Linked DNA regions of Mus musculus: region 1 is linked to region 2. The links are chromatin contacts, called in public HiChIP or PLAC-seq maps. All regions are on one chromosome and are shown on one strand. The core of a region is the stretch at or near the end of the contact, and the rest is flanking DNA. Distances in the headings are between cores, read along the strand shown.

Evidence for each region. HiChIP or PLAC-seq counts read pairs in DNA pulled down with a chosen protein or histone mark.
Region 1: a contact with region 2 is called in an HNF4G HiChIP or PLAC-seq map of pancreatic cancer cells. The contact joins two enhancer-like sites. A contact is called at or near these places in 2 of 484 Hi-C or Micro-C datasets (both in natural killer cells), 3 of 115 datasets of contacts at active chromatin or transcription factors (CD8 T cells, effector CD8 T cells and pancreatic cancer cells) and 2 of 9 other capture datasets (adipose tissue and liver).

The regions. Positions count from the first base shown.
Region 1 is chr7:90,360,184-90,365,844 of GRCm38.p6, reverse strand. The region is part of intron 4 of Sytl2 (synaptotagmin-like 2); the gene reads right to left. Among named protein-coding and RNA genes, the nearest start is that of Sytl2, 61 kb to the right of the region's middle. Within about 2 kb of position 2,839, at least 23 of the 459 cell types and tissues checked have an H3K27ac peak or open chromatin away from gene starts, as enhancers often do. A contact at or near this core is called in pancreatic cancer cells, where this site is marked.
Region 2 is chr7:90,015,491-90,021,288 of GRCm38.p6, reverse strand. No RefSeq gene overlaps it. Among named protein-coding and RNA genes, the nearest start is that of E230029C05Rik, 11 kb to the left of the region's middle. Within about 2 kb of position 1,543, at least 112 of the 459 cell types and tissues checked have an H3K27ac peak or open chromatin away from gene starts, as enhancers often do. A contact at or near this core is called in pancreatic cancer cells, where this site is marked.

The DNA.
Region 1 (5,661 bases), core at 1,590-4,089, 340 kb before region 2:
AACAAAGAGTCTAGCTTCTTGGTCTGCATTCTAGCTTTGCTAGGTTCTTCCTTACACACACTTATCTACCACACATACCTGACCAGCCACACCAGATCACATCCACTCCCCAGCAAACCAGGGGATGTCAGAATGTCCTATCTAAACAACTGTCCCATCTAATACAGCTTTATCATCCCACAAGAGTCATCCTAAATGTGACTAGGTCCAGAATGTCCTTACCATCCCTCCACCCCAGCCCCATGGTGGATAGAATCAGCACTGTTGGCTGTGTTCTCAGCCTTTTCAGTACTGCTACCAGCTAGGCCTGGTAGTCAAGGGCTACAACTCTAACTACTCAGACAACTGTGGCAGAGGAGTCACTGATTCAAGATCCACCTAAGCCACAGAGTTCATTCAAGGCTAACTTGGACAACTTAGTTAAGACTCTAAAAAATATAAAATGAAATAAAGCAACCCTGGGACTTCTGTGATAAAGGGGCTTGTTTAACATGCCCCATGCCCTGGGTTCAATATACAGCATGGAATTAATAAATGTAAAAAGTAAATCCTATTATCATAGCAAGCACAATTATAGTCAGTCCCTTCTACAGAGAGTGGCTTCCTAAAAGTTGGGGGAGTGGGGTGCGAACCTCATTCACCTTTGAATCCCCTGCTACCATCTTGTACATGATAAATACTTACAGCGTTGACTGACAGAATAAACAACTGAATGAAGAGTGAACTTGTGCCTCTAAAGAACTTCTCACGCTATTAGATGCACACAAGACATTAAATGGGTTCTCTCAATGACTCACAAAGATGGATATTTAAATACCTTATTTCTATACATATACTACAAGTAGATGTAGGCATCTTGTGAATTAGTGACTATATCTTCACCATGCATACCTATTTATATTCTCTTTATTCTATTTTTCTTTGCATTCTATACATCCTAACTCTTTTTTTTAGGCTCACATTTGTCAAAGTGGCTATAATGAAAGTAGTCACTGACGTCTATTGATGTCATTTAGTTCTTGGGCCCCTTTCTTACAAGATATCAAGACACTGAGGTGAGTGTTACTTTTAATGGCCCTCCTATAAATTTGCCTTGTTTGGTTGAAGACTTTGAGCTTTATAAAGATCCTTGTAAAAAACAGCTCTTAAATCTTATAAACCACCAGTCCTAATAATTTTTCTAATAAAGCTTTTATGGTACAAGGGCAAGGACCTCTCAGATATCTAATTCTTGCCTGGCTAGGCCTTCTTTTTGCTACACAGGAGCTAGAGGCCTACTTGCTAGGATGGCACAAATATGTTTGGATTTGTAGTTTAGGAAGGTGACTGTTGAGAAGAAGAAAGGAGATTGAAACTTCCAAGTTCATAGGCTTAGAACTTAGTAATAACTACATAGGCTTAGTAGCAGGGGAAAGTCAAGTATTCTTTACAATTTGTTTTATATAATTCATCCTTCCAAGAGAGAGGATGACACGGGCAGGCATCTGGAGGGTGTGTGACAGGGAAGAGGACAAGAGGCTAGAAGAGAGAAAGAATTGGTAGCTTTGAGTGCATCTGAGCAATATTTATTTTAGATGTCTCAGCTAGCCTCTCTGTAACTCTAGAGATTAAGCAGTTATAAACCATCAGAGGGTAAGTTGTCAAAGGTGGCATCAAGGAAAAGAGAGAGAGACACATACAAACAGCGAGAGATAGAGAGAAAGAGAGAGGAGAGAGAGGGTGAGAGAGAGAGATACAGACAGACAGACAGACAGACAGACAGACAGAGAAATGAAAAGGTCCACCCTTTTCTGGGTTCATTCAATCTAAAGAAGTGCCTGTAGCAGAGACATCAAAGGCTCTGGTTGGTAGACACCTATTAGACTCTTAGTGATACCCAGGGCTCCATACCTGTTTAAGGGAACACATTATTATCTCAGATAACAAAGACTGGCTTCCAATGCCAGACAGGAAATGTTACACTTCACTGGTGGGCAGGGCTCTGACATACAGAGGGAAGAGCTTCTCTGGTCGTTATTCTGCATGCCTCACTTTGACTAAGCTATGTCCTATGGCTTGTTGTGTACACATGCTCAGTGGTGATTTTAGGAGGGGATGTGATATGCTCCTGATGTCGGGTTCATGGCCCAATGGCAACCCATACTGCTCACCACCAATTCAAGGTGACATAAGTACATGATGGACTGAGAGTATGTACCCAGGACCATTTATAGCAGTTTTTCCAAATGCCCAGTTGACAGTGATCTACTGTGTGCTTGTTTTTCCTTCTGTATTTCATTTCTGTGTTTTACAGAAAGCATCAGCCTGTGATATTTCGCAAGTTTAAAACCAAAAGGAATCAGGCCCTCCACCGTAGTTTATCAAGTTCAGCAAACACCATCCAGCTAAGTTAGTCACCAGGACCCCAGCTGCTGGTGACCAGATTTCCAGCTGCCCTTCAGGGGACAGTGTTCTCTGCTCATAACCCTTTCTGAGCTTCCGAGTGCCATGGCTGTAAACAAAGGTGAGTTCATGGAGAACGCAGTGGGCTGCCCATGTCTTATTGCTTGCTGATCACCCATAGCATTTTATGAGTGGGCTCCAATGGTCTCGTGGCTACCACACAATAAAGGCTCTTGTCACCATGCCTAGGTAAAAAACTGCATGGCCCAGCCTCACATCCCCCAACTTTTCTCTCCTGGCTAAGAAAATATTGACAGGTGCTGAGTCATTCTATTGAAAACCACTTAGCCTGTAAACGCAGGCCCCAAAACACACTTAACACACCCAGCTCACAAAGGTTAAACAGCATAAGGGGGTAGCCCTGCAGGAGATTGACACCAAGAAAAAAATGGTGGCCTCTGACACGGAGAGGAGGAAGTACAGCTGACTGATTACCACTCATGCCACGTCTCACAGAACTGGTCTTAACTAAGCAAAGCACCCGAGACACGCCTAGCAGCTGTGTGCTGCCCTTCTCAACCACACTTAATCTGTGTAATATAACAGTAGAATTGCAACGCCATCGGGAAGTTGCCAGTTTTTCTTCTTCCTAAGAAATGCTGACCAGCTCCCATGTTTCCTTTCAGTTACTCTCACAACATCCTAGTAAGGTAACCCGGTTCCAGTTCACGGATAAGAGCCAGAAGGTCTGTCAGAGGCCATGCAGAAAACAATGCACATCCAAATCACAGATCTTAGCCTGGAAGGAGGGAAGGAAGATGGGGAATGCCCACCATCCTGAGGGGGTACAACAAAAAGGAGTTGAGCATCTTTGCCTCTCAAGTCCTTTGTGGTGGAATGATGACCTGGGGGGGTTGGGGGGGGGAAGGGTCAGAATGGGAAGTCTGGGCTTGATCAAACAGTGGGATAAGCTGTTTGCCTCTGATGCTTCCTTCTTGCCTTGCCTCTTCTGTAGTGCTGTCTGTTCCCTCTGCTGATTAGTGCTCCATGCTCCTCAGGCCCTGTCATACCCAGATTCTAAGATCTGCTCCCAGCTCCTTGCTCTTGTGTCTAAATGACCATCGCTTTTCTAACCAGGGTTTCTAATATTTTGGCTTTATTTGTTGTTGTTGCTCTTGTTGTTTTATGAAAGTCTTATTGTAACTTGATATGCCATGCTTAGTTGATATCCCTTAAAGGCCTGCTTTTTTTCTGAAGAGAAGCAAAGGCAGAGTGGATCTGGGGGTAGAGAAGAGGGAGGGGTGGGAGGGGAGAGACTGGGAAGAGAAGAGAAAGTGGAAACAGTGGTCAGGATAAAATTTGTGACAGAAGAATAAATTTAAAAAGAAAAGAAAGTATCTATCAGGGGCATAAGCAGGCAATGGGGTTGGGGGCGGGACACCAAGAGGAATGAGTAGAGTGTCACCAGTTCTTGAGGTTCTTGAAATGCTATATTGAGTATCGTCCCTACTTAGTGGTGCATACTGTATGCTATGAGCTATGGTAAGAGTTCTGCATTTACTGTCACCAGGGGGGTTTTACCCAGCAACTGATGGGAACAGATGCAGAGACCCTCAGCCAAACATTAGGTTGGGCTTGAGGAATCCTGAGGAAGAGGGAAAGGAAGAATTGTAGGAGCCAGAGGCATCGAGGACATCCCAAGAAAACCCACAGACTCAACTATCCTGAGCCCATAGGGGCTCCTAGTGACTGAATCACCAACTAGGAAGCCTGTATGGGACCTATGCAGACCTTCTGCACATATGTCACAGTTATGTATCTTGGTCTTCTTGTGGGACTCCAAACAATGGGAGCAGGAGCTCTCTCTGACTCTGTTGCCTGCCTTTGGGTCTCTTCCCTTCTACTGGGATGTCTCATCTAGCCTTAATAGGAGAGGATGCACTTAGTCTTACTGCAATGTGATATGCTGTTTGATTTATATACGTGGGAGGTCTGCCCTTTTCTGAAGAGAAATGAAGGCAGACTGGACAGGGGAGGGAGGACAACACTGCGAGGAGAGGACAGAGTGGAATCTGTGATCAGCATGTAAAAAAGGTAATTAATTAAGTTAAAAACGAATTTTACATTTACTAGTTATTTGGTTTCCTAATAACTCTGTTAGGAGATTATTAATCTTGTTATATAGCGGGGGAGGTAAAGGTTTAAGAAATTAAAGATACTACTTTAAGGTCACATATCAAGCCAAACCTTAACCTCTAGCCAACATAGCAGACAAACATAGATGACACAGAAAATTAAAAATGGTCCTGGAGGAAAACGGTGAAGCCCATCACTCATGGGAAGTAGGCAATTAACAGTCACCTTATTAGAGTCAGTATTCCATTTCTCACATGGCATGACTTAATCATAGTTGACTCTGACATGCCCATTGGTAGTGGTCTTAGATGCTCAGCCTTCTTTGCCTTTAGACTGTTGTAAATATCTCTGATTCCACAGTGCCTTGGTCTCAGACTAATGTGTCCCACCATCAAAGACATTGTCTTCATGCCAGTATGAGGTTCTGAGGTGAGTTGTCTCCACTGAGCCCATAGAGGTAAAACAAAATTTCTCTTCCCACCAAAAGGTATTAACTGTGACCTCAAGAGAAAGATGCTAAGGAGAATACCTGTAAGTACCTAAAAGCAACTGAGTAAGTCCCCAAAGTTTTGGAGCAACATAGTCCCATAGCTTGTTACCTCTTGCAAAGGTCAACAAATGTCATCCAAAACTTTTGAATAAAAGCATCCAGAAGTCAATAATGGAATACAGAGGAGAATGCATTTTACAGGGGTATTTGCTATATACTACATGCCCACGGATCTGAACCAGTTCTGATCAGTCCTTATCAGTCCTCTCTGTCCTGCCTGGTTTTGGTCCTTCAGGTCCTTCAGCATCTTTCACTCACCAGATTTAACAGTGTGATCAGGACTCATCTGTCCCCTGAAATGAACTGTAGCACTCGCAGACTCCTTTACCCTACCCTAAGAAAATCTTTAGAACAAATAAAAACCCACCACTCCTGATAATGGAAGAAACAGCCATTCGACACTTTGACTCCGAGGTTGAGATCTATTGCAAATTCTGAAAGCTAGAAAAGACGCTTGTCTAGGTCTGCACCAGACCCCAGAATTCCCCAAGCATCACTCAGCCTCACTCCTATGAGTCCTGTCCTGACTTTGTACCCCAAGCCCACATTTGCCTACCTAACACATCAAGCCATGATGTGTCCCACAAGTTGTG
Region 2 (5,798 bases), core at 294-2,793:
ACTAATCTGACAAGGATTTTGAAGGCAAGACTAAATACTGAAGCATCTAAAGAGGAAGCAATCCAAGGTCAACACAGAGTGTAGACTTTGTTAATGGAAAGAAGGGTACTGGGGACACTTGTGGGGAATTTCGCCATTTCATTTGTAGACATGAACATATCTGAATATCTTTACTGGGAGACATTTAAATGTTTCTACAGGCATGTTTCTGTAGATGGTGAGAAGTGTATTATTGTCAGGCCAGGTTTGTTGATCATTCACACATAAACGTTTTAATGATTCCAGGTTACATCATTATTTATAACTTAAACCCATCTCCACTGACTCTATCCTACTCTCTGCTGACCTCTCAGCCCCTAGCATACATGTTGGTAATATGGGTGGCTATGTTAGGAAGGTAGGTTAATTCATGCCAGTACCTCAAATCTCAGTGGTTGAAAAAGTTGTTTTCTTTATTGTTTTCCTTTATACCTCCCCATACCCTTATTTCTGTGTTTTGAAGGACAAAATCCAAACCCTTATGTATGGTAGGCAAGTGCTTTCCAGAACTCTATTGCTCACCTACACCCCAACCCCACTCCTATTTAATTGGCCAAAACAAGACACATGACACATTGCCTTCAAAAGAGCTGCATGTTTCCCCCGATGTCTGAATGCAAAGGTCAGAATTCTCTGTAAAAACCCAATAAATAGTTTTCCCTGGACACTTATCTGCACCTGCTCTGCTGTCTGTGGCGTCACTAAGATGTCCTTACTGCCAACATTGTGCAACCAACAGTGCCATAGCACAATTGTAACAGACCCTCGGACCTTTGCACGACTGACTCCATGATGTACCATTCAGCCCATAGACAGCCAAAGTAAAAGCAAAAAACCAATCCATTAAAGTTCATGGTTCTAGCCGGGTGTGGTGGCGCACCCCTTTAGTCCCAGAAAGTTCATGGTTCTGAGAAAACACTCTAAATGTATTAACGTTGCTTTTTGGCTTCTGTCGTTCTGCTTCTGGCTAACTGTTCTTGTTAACTGAAGTATGTCAACCCAGAATATGATTATTATTGTCCTTAAAAGCTCATCCTGAGACTGGCTTGAGGTTCCACTGGGATCCCGCACTGTCTGACTAATAAAGACTTTCTATTGGCTGAAATGAATGCTTAAGTAGTGATCTCTGGTGGATGCCCCACAACACAAGCCCTACAGGAACGAGTTGTGTTTGATTCTTGGCTGGTTCTCTCCTTTTTTATTTATTTATTTTTAAGTGTGTGTGTGTGTGTGTGTGTGTGTGTGTGTGTGTGTGTGTGTGTGTGTGTGTGTGTGTGTACTTGTACTAGAGCAGGTACGCAGGTACCCACGGAGGTTAGAAGCATTGCATACCCTAAGCCTTCCATCAGAAACACAATAGTTAAAGCGCTCTTTACTTCCTCTCTGCTTCTGAGCTCCCACTTCCCTAGCTTCTCTAGGAAGACTCAGCTCCTTTCTGTCCACTGTGTACTTCCTCCTTACCCTTTCACTTCCTTATCGCTCAGCACGTAACATGACCCACAGGACAGAACAACCCGCAGACAAACAGCAAATATTGCCCAATCTGTTGTTTGCTCTTTCTGACTCTGACTAGTTAGTTACCCGGATTTTTCAGTCTGTGCTAGCCTATGACTTTTTGACTGGACAATCCAGGCGATAGCTACTCTTCCTTTGTATCAGAATTCCATAGAGCGGCCGTTGAATCTTTGATCAGATGATTGTGGACACCCCCTGCATTAAGAATTTTTTTTTGGTTTTGGTTAGGTTTGGTTTGGTTTGGTTTTGTACATAATTCTTTTACCCATGATATTCATACTTATTGATGAATGGCAGTACATGGACAGACATTGTTAACCCATTGACAATTTATATATATATGTGTGTGTGTATATATATGGTTTTTGTTTTTTTTTGAGACGGGGTTTCTCTGTGTAGCCCTGGCTGTCCTGGAACTCACTTTGTAGACCAGGCTGTCCTCAAACTCAGAAATTTGCCTGCCCCTGCCTCCCAAGTGCTGGGATGAAAGGTGTGCACCACCACCGCCCGGCTGACAGATACTACTATATTTTAAGAAACTGACTTCTAGCTTTAGTTACATTGAAGTAAATCTGGGTCCACAATTACATGTATTAGACTTTTGCTCATATTCAGAAGAAAGGAATATGCTTCAAATACATTGAAATACATTTTTTCCTCATTACTTTTCTACTTTCTACTGGAATAAAGCTGGCTAAATGGCTCAGTGGGTAAAGGTGCTTGCCCCAGGACCCATGTGATTGAAAGAAAGAACCAACTCACATGTTGCCCTCTTGCCTCTTCATTTGATATGATGGGTGAAACAATAAGTCTTTAAACCGCTCTGAGCTCCCGATGGGTGGATGCATGCTTAAAGCAGCCCTCTCCAGATGCTCTGGAGCCAGATGGAAAACACACACACACACACACACACACACACACACACACACACACACTGGCTTATTTTTAATATGCCCTAAGCTAGCTCAATGGCTGAGCCACTCCTGAACCTCCACGTAGCTATACACTCCCCTTCAGTATTCTTGAGTTCTTGCTTTCTAAAATCTATACTTTCTCTCTGCTACCCCAGACCTAATAGGGGAGTGGCCGGCCCCTGGGGCCGCTTTTCCCTGATTCTTCCATGGTTGGGTCTCTGTCTTCCACAGCTCTCATGTTTGCATCCTCTTCCTTCCTTCTGCACTGGTGGTTCTCCTTCTCTCTCCTGTGTTTCCTCTCTGGGAATCCTCAAAGCCCAGCCTCTGTCCTCCTACCCAACCATTGCCTGTTTCTTTACTGACCAGTCAAAAAAACAATTTTTGAGCCGGGCGTGGTGGCGCACGCCTTTAATCCCAGCACTTGGGAGGCAGAGGCAGGCGGATTTCTGAGTTCGAGGCCAGCCTGGTCTACAGAGTGAGTTCCAGGACAGCCAGGGCTATAGAAAAACCCTGTCTCGAAAAAACAAAAAAAACAAAAAAAAAAAAAAAAAAACAAAAAAAAAACAATTTTTGGCAGGAACCTTCAGTAGACGTACAAATTCCCATGTAAGCATAAATTAAATCCCCAACAGATGGTGTACACTCACACACACACACACTCATACACACACCACACACACACACATACACCACAGATCCACAAACACACAGCTACACATACACACACATGGGCATGCACACATACAAATAAATAGTACATAAATGAAATTCATGAAATTCTTACACACACACACACATATATATATATATACATATATATATATATATATATATATATATATATATGAGGTTCCTATTATTTTACTGCAACACCTTCTGAAAGACAGGAAAGTTTAGTCAAATGATGAAAGCTGAAGCCATATTTCTCTTCATTTGCTTTGTAGAAACCAAAGTAAATGCGCCACAGTGCCTATGTCCAGACCTTCATGGCCCTCCACCAGGATCAAGTCTATACAAAGACAAGACAAAAGATGGCCACCCCTGATTCTCCAGATGACCTCTGATGTGTTTATAATAGATAAAGAGAGGAGGGATATGTTTTGTTGGAGGTGCAGTCAGGTATAGGGTAAGGACGGGCCTTTGCGGGCCCATGCTGAGCCATCCATTCCCCCTGAGGGACCAGCCACATGATGGTATAATATATAGTTTACTCAGAGCATGGGAAGGGGAGCTGAGAGGGTAGTAGAGAGAGAGGGAGAGAGAGAGAGAGAGAGAGAGAGAGAGAGAGAGAGAGAGAGAGAGAGAGGAATAGAGGCTGTCCATAAGCACTTGGAGAGAGAGGGGGAAGGGGAATGGGGAGAGAGGGGGAGGGGCGAGGGAACTGAGTGGAAGCAGGAAGGCAAGAGCAAGAGCAAGAGAGTGGGGAGGGGGCAAGCCTCCCCTTTCATAGTGAGTCAGGCATACCTGGTTGTTGCTTGGTAACTAAGGGGTGGAGCTTAGACAAAATGCTAACAACCTCTGTATCCAAATCCTGTCCCCAGAGGGAGAACGGTAGAAATTAGACTCAGAACGTCAAATCTTTTCTTCCACTCAGTAAATCTCCATGGCAGCTCCACACCATCCCACTTAACCAAAGAGACCAAGCCTTGAACCTCCTAGCATCCATGTACAGGAAATGCTTAGACCCTTGACATTTAGAATCCACATTCCTTTCTCAGCGTTGTAACTTCAGCAACACTAAGAAAAACTGGGGAGTGACTTTGAGGATATTTCTCAATTTACTAGTAACTTGCAGACCTGAGCTTTTGACTTTCCATGGGTGACCTAGCTTTAGTTTAACTATTTGTTGTACTGATGAGGAGAAACGCAAAACATGGAAGGAAACTTAGAAACACACACAAACTATGCCCTTGGAATCCTACTGGGCTGGAGTGCAGACCCTTTAAGACCAGGAAGCAGCAGATGGGGACAGCGGAACAGAAATCTGCAGATGTAGGATGATGATACAGTCTCATCACTGGGCAAAAGTTGTATTCAGAAACCTGTTGGGATAGAGAGGTGGCTCTGTGCTTTAGGATATTTACTGAACTTACTTGAGTGAAAGCTTTAAGGAAGTAGCAGTGGAAGGATGTGACTAGCCTGTCACAATGGTGCCATCATGAGACAAGTCCATGAAATGTAAAAAGTGAGAGAGGAAAGAGAAACTCCTAGTGAAGACCATATGGCCAAGAGCTGCAGAGCCCTGCCAGATTACTCTTTATTGACAGCACAGACATCAAACGCACCTTGTGAAAGGGCCCACGTCTAGTCTGACTAGAAGCACATCGAAAGTTGAAGCATAAATCTGTACTCTTCCATTTATATGAATTACTCAGATTTTCAGCTGATTTCCACAGTACTAATAAAGTGTACACAATAGCCACTCTCCATGGAGGTATATAATGATACATTTATATAGTTTTGGTTTCTGGCACACAGCTTCTAAAATGCTAGGGACTGCTGGAATTGTAAGTATCTTTAATATGCTAATTAGGTAGCTGGTAGTTGGGAGTCTTTATGCAGCTTCGGGGTAGGGATTAGCAGGTCAAAATTCTTTTTTTTAATTAATTAATTATTTAATTATTTTATTTACATGAGTACACTGTAGCTAGCTGTCTTCAGACACACCAGAAGAGGGCATTGGATCCCATTATAGATGATTGTGAGCCACCATGTGGTTGCTGGAAATTGAACTCAGGACCTCTGGAAGAACAGTTAGTGCTCTTAACCGCTGAGCCATCGCTCCAGCCTCAGGTCGAAATTCTTAATCTGAAGTGTAGAACTTTCAGCCCTGTCCCTAAACTTTGAGACAGAGGAGTTGGGGATTGAACTCAATCATCAATGGCAAAATGATTTAGTGATTTACCGAATCTACATAATCAAACTTCCATGAAGAATCCATCATGACAGGGTTCAAAGTGTTTTTCAGCTGGCAAACACATTTCCCACAACTCCATGGACAGAAGTCCCTATCATCAGGACCCTTCTGTACCTTGTCCTCTGGGCTTTCAATCTAGCTGTTATTTTAAACTAGGAGTGGGGCAGTGGTTTGCCCACGTCTGTAATCTTTTAACTCGGTAGGCAGAGGCTGGCAGATCTACAGAGGAAGTTCCAGGATAGCCAGGGCTACAGAGTGAAACTCTTGTCTCAAAAAAACCAAAAAAACAATGAAGAAGGAGTAAGAGAAGAAAGAGGAGGAAGAGGAGGAGGAAGAGGAGGAGGAAGAGGAGGAGGAAGAGGAAGAGAAGGAGGAGGAGAAAGAAAGAAAGAGAGAGAGAGAGAGAGAGAGAG